Linked DNA regions of Mus musculus: region 2 is linked to region 1. A link is a contact called in public Hi-C data. All regions are on one chromosome and are shown on one strand. The core of a region is the stretch at or near the end of the contact, and the rest is flanking DNA. Distances in the headings are between cores, read along the strand shown. Region 1 holds the start of Tmem217 (transmembrane protein 217). Region 2 overlaps Cpne5 (copine V).

Region 1 (7,174 bases), core at 4,208-6,707:
TCCGTCCACTGTGCAAGTCCTGGGGACTGAACTCGGGTCTTCAGGCTTGGCGGTGGGTGCCTTTGCCCACTAGCCTCTTCACCTGGAAGTGGCCCCTCCTCCCTCTCCCAACTCCTCCCAGCCAATGATCTGCAGTCTCAGGGATCTGACAACTGTTCTTCCCTACTCCCTGCCCCAGATCAGCCCTCACTACCATGCTCAGTGTGAATACAGTGGCCACCTAGCTTGCCCCCCAACACCTGTCCTCGCAAAACTCGGGAGGGGGGGTGCGTTGGGGGGTTAGTGCTGCAAGGTCTGGCTGTGTATGACACAGCTGAGAAAGGTATTTGTCCCACTATCTAGCCACCTTCCTGACACTGAGTGGATAAAAGCGGTGGGGGTGTGAATGTCCTATAGCCACTGAAGACAGAGAACCAAGTCACCCACTTTCCCAGGCTGGGCTAGAATGGGTTTTCCTGATGCTGGGACTGACCCTTGACCTCAAGGTCTCAGAGGAGAGTGCTACCACTGAGCTACACCCCCCCACACCCTCTTTTTAGTTTTTTGTTTTGTTTTGTGTTTTGAGATAAGTCATCTAGTTAGAAAGTGTCAGATCTGGAATTTTAACCCAGGCAAGCAGGTTACTGAGCCTGCACTGTGTACATAGGTCTATTTTGTAACAATGATGAATGCTGCCCTATCTGCCTATACATCAATACAGTAGTGACCTAGGCTGGGTGTGCTGGCATAGACCTTTAACCCCAAAGTCCAGAGGCAGAGGCAGTGGATCTCAGTGACTTTTATTGTTTTGGGTTTGGCTTTGTTTTGATTTGATGTCTCTTTTTTCTTTTTTAAAGATTTATTTATTATTATATGTAAGTACACTGTAGCTGTCTTCAGACACTTTTTCTTCTCTCTCTGGCCCCCGTTGCTGATTTGTTTTTCAAGTCAGTGTTTCTCTGTGTAGCTCTGGCTGTCCTGGAGCTTGCACACATAGCCCTTTGTGAACTTTTGTTTGTTTGTTTGTTTTTATTTTTCAAGATAGGATTACTCTGTGTTGCCCTGGCTGCTCTAAAATTCACTCTGTAGACAAGGCTGGCCTCCAACTCACATAGTTCTGTCTGCCTCTGCTCCCCACCCTGCCCCCCAGGGTTGGGATTAAAAGAGTGTTCCACCTTTTTGGCTCTCAGTGAATTTAAGGCCATCCTGGTCTACACAGTGAGTCCCAGGCTAACCAGAATATATCATAAGACACTGTCTAAAAATAAATATTTTTCAGAAATGTCTTGAAATGAGGGGCAGGACAGATGGTTCAGGGGTTAAGAGCACTGGCTGTTCTTGCAGAAGACCTTTGTTCAGTTCTCAGCAGCCACATGGTGGCTCTCGATCATCTACAACTTCAGCTCCAAGGAATCTACTGTCCTCTTCTGACTTCTGCAGGCCCTGACACACATGATCCACTTACATAGCTGCAGACTAACAAAACTTTGGCAGAGAGGGGATGATGGCTCCACAGATGAGAGCACATCACTCTTGAAGAGTACCCAAAAGTTTGGTTCCTGGCACCTACCAGACAGATCACAGCCATTCTGGTTCCAGGGGGATCCAAATTGCTTTTATGTCCTCTGCCACCAATACTGGGTGTACACGTGGTATACATACACGCAGGCAAAATGCTTAACACTTAAAATAAATATATGCTGGCCTGGTGGTGCACGCCTTTGATCCCCGCCCTTAGGAGGCAGTGGCAGAGGGATCTCTCTGAGTTTGACACCAGCCTGGTCTTTCAGTGAGTTTTAGGCAAGCTAAGGAAACTTGGTGAGAACCTATCTCAAAAAACAAACTGCAGGGCAGTGGTGATGACTGCATTTAATCCCAGCACTCAGGAGGCACAGGCAAGCTGATGATCTCTGTGAGTTCAAGGCCAGCCTTGGTCTATGTAGTTGAGTTCCTATACAGCCAGGGCTACATAATGAGACTCTGTCTCAAAACAAACAAAACTTAAAGAATGCTTTGTGTTTTTTTTTCTTTTAAAGATTTATTTATTCGTGTATTTCTTTTTAAAGATTTATTTATTTATTATATGTAAGTACATTGTAGCTGTCTTCAGACACTCCAGAAGAGGGAGTCAGATCTTGTTACGGATGGTTGTGAGCCACCATGTGGTTGCTGGGATTTGAACTCTGGACCTTCGGAAGAGCAGTTGGGTGCTCTAACCCACTGAGCCATCTCACCAGCCCCTATTCGTGTATTTTTATGTAGATGGGTGCTCTATCTGCATGTACACCTGCATGACAGAAGAGGATATCAGCTCCATTATGGATGCTTGCGAACTCCTGGCTGCTGGGAATTGAACTCAGGACCTCTGGAAGAGCAGCCAGTGCTCTTAACCACTGAGCCATCTCTTCCGCCCACTTGGGTTATTTTGGTTTTTTGTTTGTTTTTTGTTTTTTGAACTTAGGCTACTCTAACAAGATCTCTACTTGCTGTCGCTAAAGTCACTCTGTCATGATCAAAGAAACTGAAAGTAACCGGTTACAACTTGGACTTTTCTCACCTTTCAAACTGCAAAGAAGAGAAAAGTAGCTCTCTACATCTCTGAGGACCCAGCACATGCTCGGCCATCTCCACACTCAAAAGAGTTCAGACATCAAAGTTCTGTTCTGGAACCAAAGCACCTTCTATGGGAACCAACACCAGCTTCTCCCCACAGCCCCAAGCTGTCTGGGACTCTCTGCCAAGAGTGTACAGGAGACAACACCGCCCTCACCAGGCAAGGTATGGGTCAGGGTTTATGGATCATGGCAACATTTTTATGCCTCTATAATAAAGGAGACAAATAACTAGCTCTGGGGAGCTGAGACACATCCTTTTAAATGTCTGCTTGCTCTAATAACAAGAGGACAATTAATAATGACTATTTATAGAGCAAGTACAGTGTACTAAATAAACACTGTCCTGGGTTCTTTACAAATAGGGCATTTTGGTTAGCCTTCGGGGAATTCTGAGGGAAGAGTTTTTAGTCCCCACTTCATAGGAAACTGAAGCTTAAATAGATTGTGAGTCCTACAGATCAGAGAATCTGAAGGACGATGTCAATGATGATGACGATGACAATGGTAATGATAATAATAATGATAAATGGTGGTGACCTGGACTCCAAGATTCTTGCCTCTGTGGCTCTATGTTTCAAAATGAAAAAGGAAGCCAGAGATTTGAAGAAACTGAAGAATCCTCCTAGCTAGCAAAAGCAATGCTTTTGGGCCATCAAAAAGGCTCAGCAGATAACGATGCTTGCGGCTAAGCCTGATGACCTGAGTTCAAGCCCTGAGATCCACGGGGTGGAAGCAGAGAACTGACTCCTGTAAATTGTCCTCTGACCTCTACGTGAGCACTGTGGCATACACACACACATACACACACACACACACACACACACACACACACTGATTAAGTAGATGAATAAATATAATTATTTAAAGTGGTACTTTTAAAAAGTTGACTTCCTGTAGGCCAGTAGAAGAAAAAGACAAAAGGCCATTAATACACCACATCTGGCAGTCCAAAGGCACAAAGACCATCCATCGCCCATTGTCCTCACCCCTGCTTCCTGACGTCACCATTTTCCCAATGATCGTTATCTTAGGATATCAAAATGAAATGACCCCTCCAGAGCAAACTCCCAGAGAAGAGCAGTCCACGCAGCTGGAGAGCTCACTCAAGCAGGAAGGAAAAGAAATCTGTGGCAGGAAGCGGAGCTTATCTAAAAACACAGTGTCACTGTTCAATGTGTGAACACCCTAGCCCCACAGCACTTCAACCCAAAGCTAGCTTTGCCTCCCCTGCTATTATATTAGCACACATTGCTAAAACCTGGTCCCTCAACTTTCTCCACGTGTGTAATGACAGCTCAGAAAAGTTACACAGCCAATGCTGACTCTCAGTTTCTCTTTCGCTTGAAGAAGGGGGCGAGGGCTGTGTGTAACTCAGTGGCAGAGTGTCTTCAACAGTGTGAAGAGAGAACGGAAGAGGGGGAGAAAGAGGAGAGGGAGGGGGAGGGGAAGAGAAGGAGGAGAGAGAATGGGAAAGAGGGGAGAGAGAGAGGGAAAGGAGGAAGGGAAGAGTGCGAGGTCACAGGTCAAAGGACTACACCTGAACAAAAAAAGACTTAACAGGAAAATCACTAAGGATAGAACTCATGAGGGCGGTGACCAGACACAAACTCTTAACACCAAGCAGCCTGTGGCTGGCAGAAATCTTAAATTCAGTAGTGAAACACATAGGGCTTTCATTTTTCAGGACATCACCCAAAACAAACGGAACCAGTAAACCAAAAGGCAGCCTGACTGAGAGACAATTGCTCAGTGTCAACATACACTAACAAGAGAAAGAAACACTAAGGGAATAAGTTGCTTGAAAGGTCTGCTCTCCAACAAAACAAGAATAAAAGAACTTAATGCATCCACACTGAAAAATCATCACTTCTCCGGGATGCCAGAAGGAATAACTTATTCTCCACCCTGCGGCCACCCTGTAATAATTTCTCAAAAGAAAGGACCAACTCAAGACAGAGTAAGGTCAGGCTTGAGAATTCCCCCTCCCCTGTCTTGCTCATACCCCTGCAGGCCTGGCCCAGGCTCTCCTATCAGAACCCCTTTGGGAGTCCAAGGGAAGACAGGAATGTGATGATGGGCTGGGAACCAAGGCCATGGGGCCACCAACCCTCATGCAAGCAGCCACCCATGCTGTTGGAGACCCCTAAGGAGTTCTGTAGAAAGTCGGAAGCGGTCTGCAGGTGGCCCTCCACGGCTACGCTGACAATGGCAACTCGCCCAACTCCACTGCCCCTCACACTGGTCCCCTGACACCTCCCAGCTGAGGTTCCCCGCCCCCAGACCCCAGTCTGCACCCCACACCCAAGCTGGCCAGGCTCCTCTGATTGACAGCTGCTCCAGCCTGGGCTACTCCGACACCAGCCCTCCGGCCTCGGGGGTACCCCAAGACGGAGGGATTCAGGGACCAGGATCTGGAAGGCTTTGGGTCCAATCCCCACTCCCCTCAGCGTCCTGGGCTCACCTCCCCGGTAGCTTGGCGCTCCTCTTCCAGAACTGCTTGCTGTTCTCGGCGGCCATCTCTCCGGCCCGGGGGAAGGCCTGGTCGGTGGGTCACGGGGGGGCCCCGCGACAGGCCCCCGGGACCCCGCAATCTGAGGGCCAGCCCAGGCCGCTTCCCCGCCGCCGGTCACCCGCTCCCAGCTCCTGGGGGCGCCATCTTGGATGTGGGCACTCCCCCCGCCCAACACCGTTGCCATTGGTGGGCTGAGCAGGCCGGTGGGCGGATGGACCAATGAGGATCCCGGATCCTGCGGGCCGCTGAAGGCCCGCGGCAACGTCAGGGGCTGGGCACACAGGTGGGCCGGGGAGGCGGGGCTTAGATGGGCAGGAAGGCGGGGCTGAAAGTTCCTACTCCCCGGAGGCAGAGAACCAGGTACTGCGAGGAAGAAGTAGATGGGACTGTTGCCTTTGATGGGCTGAGGTTCTGGGGTTGTCTTGGTGGAGAGGGGTAAGGAGAAACCATAACATTTGTATACATTAGTCTTTAAAGGAAGGCCTCATGTAATAATGAACATTTTTTAATGTCCCTCACCTCAATGGCACCCAGGGTGGTTACCCCCCCACCCCCCCACCCCCGCCTTGTTCCCTTATGGTCCTAGTTTCGCAGAGGACAGTTCCGGCCATACCCCAGTGCGGGTAACTGTTGTATGAGTAGCAGTTGATTTATCAGACTCCCCCTTTCTTCCGCTAACTGAACTTCGTGATGTAATCCCTTCTTCGGGTCTGACTCTTTCTGGTTATGAGGATCCAGATACTGAGAAGTCATGCTTAGGAAATACTAATTTATCCTCCAAGTAGCATTTTCTCTAGGGACGTTGTTCATCCCCATGGCAACAATCAGGAAGATGAAGGATGTACCCCCAATATCCTCAACTCCTTTATTAACTGGCTATAAATCTTCCATCTATAGATTCATTTTTCAATCTAATTTTGACTCAAAATGAGATCTAATTTTAGCATGTTGTCTCCTTTGGGTGTCATGTTAATGACTACCTCTCTTTTTTGAGTGTGTTCTGGGACATTTGGGGGAAGATGGAGGGTACTTCCTTTTTCTACTCCGAAGAAATGTTTGTTCAGACAAGGAACTGTGGATATGTGCGAGCTACTGCTCAATCCATCTCTGTACTAACACCCTAGGGTTTCTAAATATTGAAAAATACATTACATTTATTCAGTGTGTGTGTGTGTGTGAGAGAGAGAGAGAGAGGAGAGAGAGAGAGAGAGAGAGAGAGAGAGAGAGAGAGAGAGAGGTCAAAGGAGAACTTCAGTTTTCTCTTCTCACCGAACTCAGGTCGTCAAGACTGGCTGTAAGCCCCTATACCCATTGAGCCATCTTGCTGGCCCAACATACTGGCAAATTCTCAAGGCTCCTTCTTTTCCCACCTAAAGAAACACCTTCTATATGTCCCTCAGTGATTTCTTTTTACATAGACATTACTCCCAGTTTTCAGGCTTCTTTTGCTTGCTAATGTTAAAAGACTAGGACTGTAGACCTGAACAGGTGGCCCAGGGGTTAAAAGCATGTGCTGCCCTTTCAGAGGACCTGAGTTCGGTTCCCAAGTACCCACAACAGGTGGCTCATAATGGCCTGAAATTCCAGATCCAAGGGATCAGACACCCTTTTTTGGCTTCTGTGGACATTGCATACATGTTGTTAACACACATACACACACACACCACATACACACACACACCACATACACACACACACCACATACACACACACACACACAAATAAAAGTAAACATGATAGGAGGCTGGGGAGATGGCTCAGAGGTTAAGAGCACTGACTGCTCTTCCAGAGGTCCTGAGTTCAAATCCCAGCAACCACATGGTAGCTCACAACCATCTGTAATTGGATCTGATGCCCTCTTCTGGTGTGTCTGAAGACAGCAACAGGGTACTCACATACATAAAGTAAATGTAAAAAGTAATAAGCATGATAAGAGTTAGATGAAAAGGGCTATTTCTACTGAACCACTGTTCTTTTATAGACTTGTATCTTATCATTTTTCCCTTTAAAGATTTATTATATATACTGTCTCTCTCTTCAGACACACTAACCCCTAAGAAAGTGAAAG
Region 2 (6,993 bases), core at 3,243-5,742, 380 kb after region 1:
ACACCCACAGTTCAGCAGAGGCTCACCATAAACACAGAGAATAGACCTAGGTCTGTAGGGACAGCTGCAGCGAGGAGTTCTGAGGCTCAGCAAAGACAAGGCATTGCCTGAGGAGGGCTAGGTCAGGCCTGCCCGAGGGTGACTTCTGCTTGGGAGCTATGGGAGGCAGTTCTCAGTACCCCATGAGGAGGAAATGTGGCTGACAGTTTCTAGGCAGAACAGTAGCATATCTCTCTAAGCACCAATCTGGATCCTTTCCTGTCTCCTACTTGCTGGCTGAAGCAAATCCAGACATATCCTGGCTTAAGGGTGGTCACAGTTGGCATCTCCCGGGCCTGATGTGGACGAGGGTGGCGCTCTTATTATAAAAGGCTCTGTGCCAGTATAGCTGAGCCAAGCCCAAGCCATGGAAGGTTCCCCAGAGCCCACCCTGCCTCTGTTAAACTTTACCGCCACCATCCCTATCCCTTCCATCCAGGTCAGCTCCACCATGCCTCTAACCCACTCTGCCTCCTCCTCTCCTAGCGGTTCCTTACAAACCTCTTTCACCTGAGAGTTTTCTCTTCTCTGGCAACTTGGGACACCCGCCAGGTGCCACAGGGTCCAATGAATAAGTTACCATCCCCAGAAGAACTCAGTCGACACAGTGTGGGGCTGCAAGTGTGCTCAGTGGTTAGAGCTCCCGCCTACCATTTGGGAGATCCCGGGTTCCGTCCTGTACTGACAATAGATAAGTTCCCAGCGTTGGCACATGGCTCAGCGGGCAAAGGTGCGTTCAGCACAAGCCAGGCAACCTGAGTTCAACCCTGGGAACCCACAGAGAAGGTGGGCAGAGAGAACGTACTCCGTAAAGTTGTCTTGTGACCTCCATACACACACACACACACACACACACACACACACACACACACACACACACCAATAATTCCCCCTCCACCCAAACCAAAGTGTTTATACATATGAAAGTTTCACAATGAAATCCATTACTTTGTATGGCTTTAAAAAAAATCAAAATAAACAAAAGCTACCGTGGGCTCACAACAGGGCATGGCCCCAGGGACACCTGGACAGCTAACTGGATGTCCCAGCTAGAGCTACAGTGCTAAGCACTGTGTTCTAGCAAGGACTCAGGCCTGTTGGGAGTGCTGTTTATGCAAGTTCTTCCTGTGTTTAATATAGACACAGTCTGGAAAAAGACCCCTGCCACCTGGCTCTCCTTGCCTGTTTAGGAAGTATTAGTGGGAGACCTGGGTATGTGGCTTGGAGGCAGAGCCCTGGTATAATGTGTTCAAGTCCCGGCGTTCCATTTCAGCACCAAAGGAAGGTTGGAAAAGATCCAACTGTAGTTTCATGTGCCTATCTATATGAGACTCTTTGGGAGTTTGAGGTAGGAGGATTGGAGTTTGAGGCCAACCTGGGCAACACAATGGGGAGCTATCTCAGAAAGAAAAAGTTAATAAGAAAGGCATATGGTGGTCACGTCTATCATCCCAGCGCTCCGGAAGCAGAGGCAGAAGGTACAGGAGTTCAAGGCCACCCTTGCCGACACAAGTTCACGACTAAGCTGGGATGCACAAGACAGTGTCTCCGAAAGCCCAAAATATTAATAAAAATAAAATAAACAGCACTCGGGAGGCAGAGGCAGGCGGATTTCTGAGTTCGAGGCCAGCCTGGTCTACAAAGTGAGTTCCAGGACAGCCAGGGCTATACAGAGAAACCCTGTCTCGAAAAACCAAAAAAAAAAAAAAAAACAAACAAACAATTTTTTTAAATGTTATTGAGCTGGGTACAGTGGATGAACCTTTAATCCCAGCACTCAGGAGGCATTGGCAAGTGGAGTTCTAGGCCAGCCTGGTCTACATTAGAATGTTTCAGGACAGCCAGGGCTACGTAGTGAGGCCCTGTTTGGGGAAACTGTCTCAGCAGTGCGGAGCTAATGAATACCTTTAAGCCAGTCACTTGAATTTGACAATTGTTAAATTTTACTGTATCACCTTATCTATATTTTACTAATGCAATTTAAAGGAGATTCCACGGTGGCATTTACCCCTAAATATTTCATTAGAAATGTCTAAAAAAATAAGCACATTTCTGCCACGTAACTCTCAATGCAGTTATCCCACCTGACATTGAACAGTACTTGACTGTCATCCAGAGTCGTTCCCTCTGCAGAGATTGTCCCCAGATGCCTTCTCTTGCTCATTTAAATGAGAATCCAAGCAGACCTGTGGCTCCTTCCTCTGGGACTCCGAATTCTGTCAAGTAGCCTGGCTTTCTTGGTCCACGGCTCCCTTCCCATACTCTGTGACTTGGGGTGGAGGCCCTGGCAGAATGGGGGCGGGGCAGGTCTGGGAGAGGCTGTAGTGGGCGACATCGACATCCATCGGTACCCTGGGCCTCCAGCCTCAGCAGCATCTTCTCTTGCAGCCATGACTTCATTGGGGAGTTCACCACCAGCTACCGGGAGCTGGCACGTGGCCAGAGTCAGTTCAACATCTATGAGGTAAGATGCTCCAGGGGTGGGGTCTCTCCTCATGGGGGTGCTGGGTCAGCAAGGACCCAGGAGCTCTGAGAGGGGTTGGGGCCAGGGATTTCCGGATTGTCTCACAAGGTGGGTTTCATGTTTCCATTTCACAGATCTCCCCACACACCTCATACACCACACACCCAACCATACACCATACCCCCACACAAACACACAGCGCTAAGTCATCTGACTTCCAAGTTCTTGAGTTCCACCCCTTGCAGAACACTTCTGATAGGTCCTTAAGAAAGTCCTGGGTGCGGGCTGGCGAGATGGCTCAGCGGGTAAGAGCACTGACTGCTCTTCTGAAGGTCCTGAGTTCAAATCCCAGCCCCCACAGGGTGGCTCACAACCATCCGTAATGAGATCTGACGCCCACTTCTGGTGTATAATAATGTATAATAATAAATAAATCTTTGGGCCAGAGAAAGCAGGAACTGAACCAGCAGGCCTGACTGGAGCAAGAGGGGTTGACTTGGAGCGAGCAGAGGTCCTAAAATTCAATTCCCAACAACCACATGAAGGCTCACAACCATCTGTACAGCTCTGTATAGCTACAGTGTACTCACATACATAAAAATAAATAAATAAATTTTTATAAAAGTAATTTAATAGCCACTCCCCTCCCCCACACACACACCACCATTCCCCGGCCCTACACACACACCTCCAACACACACCACAGGAAGAGCACCAGGAAGGAAGGGAAAGATGTCTAACAAGCCAAGACCTGAGGTCCCAACTCCAGAGTGGCCCCACGTCTTCAGACAAAGCTTGTGGTCCTCTGGAGGAGTAGCCAGTGCTCTTAACCACTGAACTATCTTTCCGACCTTCATAGTGGTTTTGGGGAAGGAGTCCCCTAGCCCAGGCAAGGCAGACTGTACCTTTCTTTGGGAAGTGGGTGGAGCAGTTATCTCTCTTGGGGTTTGGCTTCCAGTGGCTGTGAAGTCTTGGGTGAAATGGAAATCGGAAGCTGCACAGATGGGGCGGCCGGTTTCCTTCCGTTTCCTCAGACAGCCTCTTTGCAATCAACAAGATACGAGCTGCCTGAGCCAGGGGAAAACCACCTCCGTTTCTGGCGCCCCGCCCCCACCCCCGGGGGGGCAGCTTTGGACCCAAGGGGTGTCACCAGGAGGCCAAGTGGGCCCAGGAAGCCCTTGCTAGAGTCAGGAGTGTGAAAAAGGTCCTCACCAGTCAACACCCCACCTCCAACCCTGAAGCCACCCTGGCGGGACACACTTTTAAAGCAGCTGTTCCTGGGACCCAGCCTCTGCTAAAGAATCACTCAGACGCTGAGCCTCTTCAAGTCCTACTGTCCTTCTGACAGCCCCAGACAAGCCTCCAGTCTCCAACCCCTCCAGTGATCCCCAACAGCACACCCCCCCCCCACCTCCTGAGCTCCCACCATCCTCTGCAGGGTGTGGGGCTTTGCAATAGGATTCTAGTCTCTTCTAACCTCCACAGTGACCAGAATGCTCTGGGTGTGGCTCCGTGTTGCCTTGAAATGAACTTCACCCCACACCCCCACTCTCTAATGTTAAGGCAGATCTCCACTTAAGCTGGCACTGAGTATTAACCTGACCCCATTGTCACCACACCTGAGCCCCACGGGCCTACAGAGGGGAGTGTGCTCCTTCTGTGAAGAGAGGCACGGCTCATGTCTGTCTGGGCCCCGAGCACTGAAGCTGCTGCCTCCCCAAGGACTCTACTGAGTCAATATGGTCCCACTTCTGATCAATATGGTCCCCAGAGGCTTTCTCAAATGTCCCCTCAAGGAAGTCATCACCTTTGCAAGTCTCTACAGGCACACTCTTCTTCCCGAGGTTGTGCCTGGGGCCTTTCCATGACCATGAGACCCTCAGAGGTGGGCCGGTTCATTCTGCATTCCCAGCAGCCTGGTGCACAGGAAACCAGATTTCAGACATGGGGAAAGGTAGCCGCCTAGTGGAGCGGGCCAGTTCCTTGTAGCGTCCCTAGGGGGTGCTGTGGCCCTGTGTGAAGCCTGACAGTCACTTGTAGCTAGAGAGGCTAGGATGAGGGAGGTTCTAGGAAATCCCAGGAGAGCTCAGAGCAGACAGGGTGCTAACTCACTGTCCACTTCGCTCAGATCTGACGCCAACGGTTGCTTTAACATAAAAAAAAAAAAAAAAGAGTAGGTTCAGAGAGCGGAAGTGTGACTGACTACACGTTAATTTAAAGATAATGCCAAAGGCTTCAAAGAAATGTGTCAGGCACGGTTGTGTGTATCTGTGGTCCCCACCACTCAGAAAGCAGAAGCAGGGGAATGTGACCTCAAGGCCAGCCTAGACTACACGGTGAGACCCCTGTCTCAACAATAGAAAGCAAACCAAAATGAGTCTAAGAGGTACTATAAAGAAATCTACACCCCTAAACCGTGTTCTGCTCGCTCCACTCTGCTGCAGGGAACCGTGAAGCAGGGGTCGGAGGTACATTTTGTTCCAAACCCCGAATAAGCTCAGCTGGGTAAACATTAATGTTGAGTCTGCAACTCTGCCCTTCTGCCTGGCAGCCAGGTGGTATTAGAGAAGGCTGCCCCATGGCTAGAGAGGCACTTCTAGGATGTTCAGCATCTCAGACCCAGCCTCAGTCCCCACCTGAGCATGATGCCAGCCCTCCCATTTGAACTTGTCACTCATCCATCACGGGTGACAGCTCTGTACGTATGCACCGCTGGCCTGGAGACAGGTTTCTCTTCCTGTGTCTACCCAGATGGCTGTGTGACTTAAGCAAATCGCCTGGCATCTCTGTGTCCTGGTTCCCTTCGTCTCTGAAGTGGGCATCAATCCTTGTTAGACCGAAGAAACTGCAGTTAAAGACATAGGGAGGGAAGACAGGAAGCTGGTGGCGCACGCCTTTAATCCTAGCACTTGAGAGGCAGAGGCAGATGGTGGATCTCCGAGTTCAAGGCCAGCCTGGTCTACAGAGCAAGTTCCAGGCCAGCCAGAGCTATGTAGGGAATGCCGTCTTGAAAAAACAACAAATAAAAAGACATAGGAAAGATCCCCAAGAGAGGCACGTGGGATATGCCATGTGGGAGAGGGGATAAGAGTTTGAGAACAGCCTGGCTCTGTTGATTGCACACCAGAGAAAGCCCAGATCTCTCGTGTTGAGCCTGGGAACAGAGAGCTCCGTGCAGCATGGCTCACCAGGACAAGGTGGCCCTCCTCCCAGCCCCAGGGCTTCTCCAACACCAGTAACCACAACTACAGCTGGGTCACTGCTCTGAGGCAGCGTCTTGACCTCCCACCCGCTCCCCGAGTGGTGACAACCACCTACAGACTTTACTAGATGTCAGGGGTGAAGGGTGTCACCCACTGTTGTCACTAGTGGGGGGACAGAGACATCCTGAGTCTTTACAGAGCCTACTGTGCGGAGCCTTGTCATGGGACGAGCAGGTTTGGTTTGGAAGCTTCCTACTGTGGGTCAGGGTGGCCCAGAGCCAGGCTCATAGGCTCAGGGCACCCCTGAGTGGGAGCCCCAAGGAGAATGGGGAAGGCAGGACTGCAAATGTGTAGGGGGTAAAAGAGCGGCCCAGCCAGCACAGGCAGGCGTGGGCAGAGTTGTCTTGCAACACCTGGTTGCTCTGGCAGGTTTAAGGGTATTGGGAGACAAAGCTAAAGAAACTGTCTCAGTGTGATGGATACTGGGACTCAGGGTTAATGAGGATGCCCAAGTGCCAGCATCTCACAAAGCCTGGCAAAGCCCTTCCCAAGCTGCGGTCACACCCGTACCCTGCTGGGCTGATGCCCAAGCCACACCCAGGTCTGCTGGGAGCCCCGAAACTGTCCCGACTGCTTTCAAACAGTGGTTACTTTTCCCTACAGGTGATAAATCCAAAAAAGAAAATGAAGAAAAAGAAATACGTGAATTCTGGCACGGTGAGTAGCGCCCCCTGTCGCAATGGAGGGGCATTGCCCTGAGCCAAAAGCCAGGCTGAAGGGCAGGGGTCCCATCTAGGTGAGTGGGTAGCAGAGAACCATCAGCCTCAGGGAATCTCTGCAGGAAGGAAAAGCGGGTGTGCATGTGGGGAATCCCCAGGAACTGGGCACTGTGAGAGGCCACACTGGCATCCACTATCATGGAGAGGAGCAGGGAAGTGACTCAGTCAAGGTTAGACAGCGAAGAGTCATGCAGGAGTCAACTCCACCTTTCATCCTGCGTGGGCAGCAGCAGGCACTGCCGCTGAGTAACTGTTACCACCAGAGACCACTTTGGTCCTTGATTTGTGAGGGCTGGTGGGCTGGACATTCTAACATTCAGCAAATATGTGCTGGGCTCTCAGCAGAACCATACGGGCAAATGACACAGGCAGGAAACGGAAGACCCAGGTCCCTGGTGCTTATAACAGGGGAGGCAGAGGGTTCTTTAGTACCTGCACACACATCAGTGAAATGATTTCAAGAGCTGTGGGGGAAGGTGAAACAGAATGGATCAGATATTGAGAATAC

Evidence for each region. A called contact is a pair of places that touch in the nucleus more often than the background predicts.
Region 2: a contact with region 1 is called in a Hi-C map of B cells, with 19 read pairs. The contact joins the enhancer-like site here to the promoter of Tmem217 in region 1. A contact is called at or near these places in 2 of 39 promoter capture datasets (embryonic stem cells and erythroid cells), 2 of 484 Hi-C or Micro-C datasets (B cells and memory CD8 T cells), 7 of 115 datasets of contacts at active chromatin or transcription factors (bone marrow-derived macrophages, craniofacial prominence, effector CD8 T cells and 4 more) and 2 of 9 other capture datasets (adipose tissue and liver).

What each region holds. Positions count from the first base shown.
Region 1 is chr17:29,547,876-29,555,049 of GRCm38.p6, reverse strand. Tmem217 (transmembrane protein 217) reads left to right here and starts at 5,457. Exons shown (of 3, transcript NM_001162901.1): 1 at 5,457-5,541. It overlaps Tbc1d22b (TBC1 domain family, member 22B), which reads right to left and starts at 5,248. Exons shown (of 13, transcript NM_198647.1): 1 at 5,056-5,248. The coding sequence starts at 5,111.
Region 2 is chr17:29,168,835-29,175,827 of GRCm38.p6, reverse strand. It overlaps Cpne5 (copine V), which reads left to right. Exons shown (of 21, transcript NM_153166.2): 12 at 2,428-2,503; 13 at 6,370-6,423. Among named protein-coding and RNA genes, the nearest start is that of Rab44, 58 kb to the right of the region's middle. Within about 2 kb of position 4,492, at least 104 of the 459 cell types and tissues checked have an H3K27ac peak or open chromatin away from gene starts, as enhancers often do. A contact at or near this core is called in B cells, bone marrow-derived macrophages, effector CD8 T cells and 5 more, where this site is marked.